Linked DNA regions of Sus scrofa: region 1 is linked to region 2. The links are chromatin contacts, called in public Hi-C maps. All regions are on one chromosome and are shown on one strand. Each heading gives the region's core, a stretch centred on a gene start, on an enhancer-like site or on the middle of the called end of the contact. The rest is flanking DNA. Distances are from core to core; before and after follow the strand shown. Region 1 has its middle 54 kb from the start of ALOX5AP. Region 2 overlaps LOC106505250 (a long non-coding RNA gene).

Region 1 (3,143 bases), core at 406-2,905, 520 kb before region 2:
GGGCACCTCCAAGTTGCATTTTCTGGACTTTTCTCTTTTTTATGCAATCCACAAAGCCTAATTTTTCTGATTTTTCGAACATCAAGAAAGTGTACTCAACTTCTCAGAGGACTTAGGCGGCATTCTTTTTTTTTTTTTTTTTTAATTTTAAATTGGCTTACCATCCTATTAAAAATGGTTTCCTGGCTTTTTGGCAAAGACCTATTAAATTCCTAATGGTGTTAAAATAACAGGAAGGGTCATCCCGAGCTCCGAGGCCCGGAAGACCCCCAGCAATTCCAGTTCACTAGTTTGGCTGGAGCCTTAGAAACACATTAGGAAACAAAGAGAAAGCCATGACAGTTTGACTCAAAGAAGTCGTGCTCCCCAAAGTAATACACTTTTTCAGCTGTTGTTGCTATGACAAATATTGAGGCACTCTTTGAAGGCCTCAAATCCTGAATCTCCAAGACTCGCCCCCCCAAATCCGAAGCACTTGAGACTGTTGTTAAATGAATAAATGAGTTCACACAACCAAACCAAAACACTGGGGGAGAACGAGTGAATCCCTGGGTAGGCTTGGCAGCTTCATCCTCTGGTCCCCACATGGGACTGGCCAACTTTCAAAGATGCAAGGATTTGCTGAAATGATGTTTCTGTGGTTTTCTCAAGGAGGGAATAAAGAGGCAGGAAAAGGCTAGTTTCTGGGAAAGGCCGCTTTGAAGGAGAAAGACTTGGAGGCCCAGGAAACTTCTCTGGGAAAGCGCCTGGAATGTCGTTATTTTATCAAACGAGCCCCCTCCCCACCCTCTCCCCCACCTCCCCTCCCCCTGGTGTTACTAACTTGTACGGATGCCAGCAATTCAGCCCGCCGTCCTGATCCCCATGCTTACTGCTGCATGTTTGTCCTGTGAGGTTTTTTTTACTTCCAAGGATTTTATGTCACTGGCCAGGCCTAAAAGTTCAAAAGAACAAAGACGGTAATTAGTCTGTGGGTTTGGCTGTGTAAACAACTGATTTCTCTAATTCAGGTCAAAAGCTAGACTCGCCAAGGACACACACTTTTACTATGCATTGACATTAGAAAGTTTTGCCTGACGGTTTTGTTTTGGTTTGGTTTTCGGTTTTTTGCAGCTCATCAGACCGGTCTTGTTCTCCGTGGCTCCTGTTTCTTTTGCTTTCTCCGGGCTTCCTTTTTCAGGATTTTTGAGCACCGAAGCGCTGTGGGGCCGGGCTTTACAAGAAGCAGACAGTGTTTGGTGTGGGGGCCTCTCGACAGGCTGGAAACATTTACTTTCCCATCCAGTCTCCCTTCGCTGCCAAGGAATCTGCGCGCCTGGGGGAAATGCTTTCCCTCCTGTGTTTACAAAGCACTAAATTTTCAAAGTCATTAATTCCCTTCCTAAAGAAAGGGCCTAATGGAGTTTTCTAGAGTCACTGCTGAGACAGTGGTTACAACCCTGGAAGATGAGGAGAGCCACAAGGGCCTAAAGGGAAGCAGGAGGAAGAACGCGTTCTCCAGCTTTAAAGGGAAATATTTTGAATACCTCCGTCACTACCTCACGCACTTACTTTATTTTCCTTTCCAGAACATTCAGAAGTGTTGTGCAGTGCAGACCCATCTCTCCTCCCTGCGTGCGTGCGTGCGTGCGTGCGCTCTTCATTCTGAGGGTGCCGGCTAACCTCTTCCCAGCCCCCCCCTGGGGGCAGCTCCAGAGCTGGGGTGCCCAGAGCGCCAGCCAGAAAGGGCCCTGTTTTCCCAGTGCTCGTGTTACTCCTTGGAATCCTGGGTTCCAGGCAGATCCTTAGCCCCTTCAGGGCCAGCAGGCTGCAGGGAGCCGCCCTGCTCTGAGCACGTGCCTGTCCATTCCCGTCCATTCCCGGGTTAGCCCAGGCCGCCCTGTCTGGGCTCTGGGGCAGGAGAGGGACACTCTTCCTAGTAGGGGCACTGACTGCTCCCTGGGCGGAGTGGCATGAACAGTCCTCTCCCTGGGCCTGAACACACCCCCTATAGCTCCACCGTGAGGCTAGGAAGACTCTTCTTGACTCCAGTGTGGAATCTTTTTTTTCTAGAAAGTTCCCTGAGGCTACAGATGTCTTTAAGTATTGATGGGGCCAAAGGAGGCACAGTGGAAGGTGTGTTGGCAGGAAAAGCAGCAGTTCTCAAATGATGGCCCACGGACCTCCCATATCAAAATCACCAGGAAAATGCAGACTCTTCCCCCACCCTCCCCCACCAGCCCCACCACCTAAAAATCAGGATCTGCCCAGGAGTTGGAGGGACGACAGGTCTTTGATACAAGGAAGAGACTTAAAGGGTTTTGGCACCAGCCTCTGGGCCCCCCAGACAGGCTTTGCTCCTGGGCTCCTGCAATGGTCTGAGCAGACTTTCCTTCCAGGTGTAGAAATACTGGGCTCGCTGGGAGGGACACTGCCTGGAGGATGCGGGGGACCCCCAAGGCGTGCCCTCCCAGTGAAGGGCAGCAGCCCATGCCTGACTCCCCTCTGGACTCTGAAATCTTCCGGTGTGCGCTGCTGTTGTTTTTACCTCTGTGCCCCTGGATAGGACTCAAGAGAGGCTTTGAATCCCTCCAGAAAATCCTCAATAGCCTGGATTTTGGCTACCCTGGTGATGGCCTTGGTCCCCCTGGCTGCTTGTTTGGCGCTGGATCTGGCCCTCTCTTCTTTGTATCCCTAGAGAAGCTGCCATGAACTATCTCTGGAGGAAACTTACAGAGACCCCAGGATCTGGGCTGCCTTCAGCAGCAAGAAACCCCTCCCTCTGACTGTCACATGAAGCCATCAAGAGACCCCTTGAGACTCATCTCAAGGAAACTTTCAAAAGGATGCTGGAACATTCGTGTGCCATGCCTGTGGGGGCAAGAAGCCAGGAGCCAAGCCCTGGTTCTGCCTCTCACAGCTCTAGCGCCTTAGGCATGTTACTCCCCTCTCTGAGCCAGGGATTTTCTTATCGGAAAAAGAGAAATAATAATAACAGCAATAAAGATAATACTCCTGCAGCATTGAGCTGAAGCTCATGCCAGGTGCTTGGCTGGTGTTGAAATACGTCTGTGCCTCCCCATCTTTCTCACCAGGCATCCACGCCAGGAACATAGGTACCTGGACACTTAGGGAACTGGTACCAGGGACCCATTCTAATTGCC
Region 2 (3,014 bases), core at 510-3,009:
CTAAAATTGCCTGCCCCCGCCCAGATGGTAGCGTCCCCACTGGGAACCAGTTCACCAGCGCAGCAGCTCCCTGGCTCCCCGTGGGGGCGGCTGGTGCTTGCCTGCTGTTGGGCCCCTCGCCGCCCTTCCATGGCCTCACCCCTGAGGCTGCCCCCCCGGCCTCCAGGGCAGGGAAGAAGGCCCCTTTATCTCAAGTGAGGACTGATTTTTACTTGGTGACCAGAAGATGGCAAGCCTGTCCTTGAAGATCTGGGACCAGTGCCTCGAGGCAGGCTCAGACCATCTGCGAGGGGCGCCACCAGACGTCACATCCTGTCATCTGCTACACATCTCCCCCGACTCATTAATTAGTGTTAGTCCTGGTGACCTTACGCTTGGCAGTTTCAGGCATTTTCTAATTTCTCCCAGATGGACTAAATTGTGGACAGGGAATTTTAGTATGCATAAGAAGAACCTAAACAGTGGGAATTCCTGCAGCGGCGCAGGGGGTTGAGAATTCAACTGCCGTGGCTCAGGTCACTGCAGAGGCGCGGATTTGATCCCCAGCCCCGCACGGGGGTTAAAAGGATCGGGCCTTGCCATAGCTGCGGCAGAGGTGCCACCGCGGAGGGCGCACGACGCCGGGCTCTGCCGTGCCCAGGGCCCTCCGCTGCGTGGGCAGCTGTGCAGCCCGCGCCTCCCTGCCCGTGATGCGCTTAAAAGCAGCGAGGGGTTCCCAGGCTACTCTCCGCCGCAAGAACGCGTCTATCAGAGGGTCTGCTGGCCCGGGAGGCTCCAACATCCTTTTCCTTTTCCCTCCGCGTGTACAGACCTGGGGCCGCAGAGCCTCGCCATCCTGGGGTGGGGTGGGGATGCGGTTCATGACTCCCGGGGACTCAGGCTTGGCAGCTTCTTCTGTTTCCATTCTTGGGAGGAACAAGACACCCCACGTGGAAACAGCCCAGTGTTTTATGAATGGAGGGCCTGAAAAATCATGACATCTGAGGTTCTCTGTCTGGGCACTTACAGGAATCCTGAAGCTGAACTCCAGGGCAAGGTTTCAAAGGAAGCTGCGAAAGAGGCTGCTGGGTGGGCGGAGTGGGGCGCAGCTCTGCAGGCAGCCTGGCTTGGGGGCACTTGGCGGCTCCGAAGTCAGGGGTGGTGGGGCTGGAGGTGCCCTCTGGAAGGGGCTTGGGTCCGGGGGGGGGGGGTCCTCTGGACGTGTCAGGAGACCACTGACAACATCGCATGACCATGGCCGAACCATCTCAAGATTAACCTGCCTTTGGGCGGAAGGGGAAACTTGTGGGTCCCCCGCGGAAACGCTCACAGAAGTCTGTTTGCATAGCTGGAAAAAAGAGCTGTGCTTACAGAGCTGGTCTCCTCTGACATCGTCTCCCCCCACCCGGAGCCCGAGACATACGGAGACATCACCCAGCCCCTGCGGAGTCGTCCCCTGAAAGGTTATCCATTAGCTTCTGCGAGCATGCGACAGTGGCACCTGGCAAGGACAGGTCTTTCTTCCCTTGGCACTGTCTTTTTTGGGGTTAAAACGTCCGGGAGCTGCTTTCAGGTTGCCTGGGATACCAAATGACTTAACAACCCTGACGAGTATAAAACGGTGATAAAAGGAACACGGGCCCCGGATTCGCCCTCGGAGCCGGGCAGGCAGAAGCGTTCATCACGCACAGAGCCCGCCCCGCGCTGGGAGGGAGCCGGTGACAGAGCCAGGCCGGAAGCCGGTGGCCTGAGCGCCGTTGGCCGCTAACGAGGACACGGGATGCCCCGCCTACCGGCCTTGGTAATTTCACGTCCCTCCAAGACCGGGAGAGGTTCCCAGGCAGAGCCTGGCGGCGCCCTCGCTCCGCACACCCGTCCTCGTCCTCATCTCCACGCCTGATTTCACGCAGACTAAAGGGAGCGAGAATCTCAGTTCCAGCAGCAGGAGGCCAGCCACCTTCCTGCCGCGTTCGCGGCTTCCTCCTGTGGCCCCGAGGATGTTTAGCGAGGTGGTCTGTGGCTTCGCTTTCCGTTCGCATCACTCCATGAGCCTCTCATTAATTACAGAATGGAAAGGCCGCCTCTTCCGTGGGAAGATGTGGCCGTGGTCACTCCTTGTTATCACAGTCAGCCTTACTAATGACAGGGTTGGGTCATTGTCTTCCTCCTGGGCTGTGGCTCAGGGCAGAGACACAGAGCCATGGCGCATGTGGCAGGATGTCAGCGGGGGGAGCCAGGGGAAAGACGTATTTATTGTTCTCTTCTTTCAAGTCGTCTGTAGGTTTAAAAGCCTTTCCAAATAAAAGTGTGAGAGTATGTGGTGGAAGCGGGGCCGGGTTGGAGCCTTGGGATAGGATGAGATTTGGGGCTGGGTCGGCCTTGACTCTGACCTTTGTCCCCAGCCCAGGGCTCAACCTTGGCTGCTTAAAGCTTGATACGCTGAGAAAGGCCTGGGAGGAGGGCAGCTTTACAGCAGGAGAGCTCTTGGGGCAAAGGACCCAGGGCCGAGGAAGAGACAGCTGGGGCCCACGCCCTGGCGTGGATGCTCATCAGATTCATTTCCGCTGAGCTACAGCGGGAACTCCAAGAGGTGACTTTTAGAAAGCCCTTCAGCCGCCGCAGGATGGTGGTGGGGTCCCCAGAACAACCAACCCCCAGACGAGAGGGTTGGAACCTTCATCCCCCTGACCCCAAGCCTCCCTGGGGCAGAGCAGCTGGAGGTGAATCGATCACTGAAGGCCAGTGGCTTCGTCACTCGTGCCCACCCAATATGACAGAGCCTCTGTAAAACCCCCAAAGGGTGGCGTTCTGAGAGCTTCCGAGTTGAGGAGCCAGAACGTATCCACGATACGCTGGGCCCCAAACGTCACCGGGCGTGAAGCCTCTCTGTCTGAAACCTCAGCCGTGTATCTCTTCATCTGTCTGGTGACTCTTATCCTTCCCAAGAAGCCAGTGGTCTAGTGCATCAACTCGTCTCCTGAGTCCCGTGAGCCCCCTCAAAGTTGGAATGGACGCAGCGTGGGGGCGGGAGCCTC

The links. A called contact is a pair of places that touch in the nucleus more often than the background predicts.
Region 1: a Hi-C map of skeletal muscle shows a contact between it and region 2, with 6 times the contacts expected there. The contact joins two enhancer-like sites. A contact is called at or near these places in 1 of 5 promoter capture datasets (liver), 20 of 47 Hi-C or Micro-C datasets (alveolar macrophages, brain, embryonic fibroblasts and 13 more) and 1 of 2 datasets of contacts at active chromatin or transcription factors (skeletal muscle).

The regions. Positions count from the first base shown.
Region 1 is chr11:7,464,388-7,467,530 of Sscrofa11.1, reverse strand. No RefSeq gene overlaps it. Among named protein-coding and RNA genes, the nearest start is that of ALOX5AP, 54 kb to the right of the region's middle. Within about 2 kb of position 1,655, at least 32 of the 83 cell types and tissues checked have an H3K27ac peak or open chromatin away from gene starts, as enhancers often do. A contact at or near this core is called in fetal skeletal muscle, mesenteric adipose tissue, omental adipose tissue and 2 more, where this site is marked.
Region 2 is chr11:6,946,521-6,949,534 of Sscrofa11.1, reverse strand. The region is part of intron 2 of LOC106505250 (a long non-coding RNA gene); the gene reads left to right. Among named protein-coding and RNA genes, the nearest start is that of KATNAL1, 120 kb to the left of the region's middle. Within about 2 kb of position 1,759, at least 43 of the 83 cell types and tissues checked have an H3K27ac peak or open chromatin away from gene starts, as enhancers often do. A contact at or near this core is called in fetal skeletal muscle, mesenteric adipose tissue, omental adipose tissue and 2 more, where this site is marked.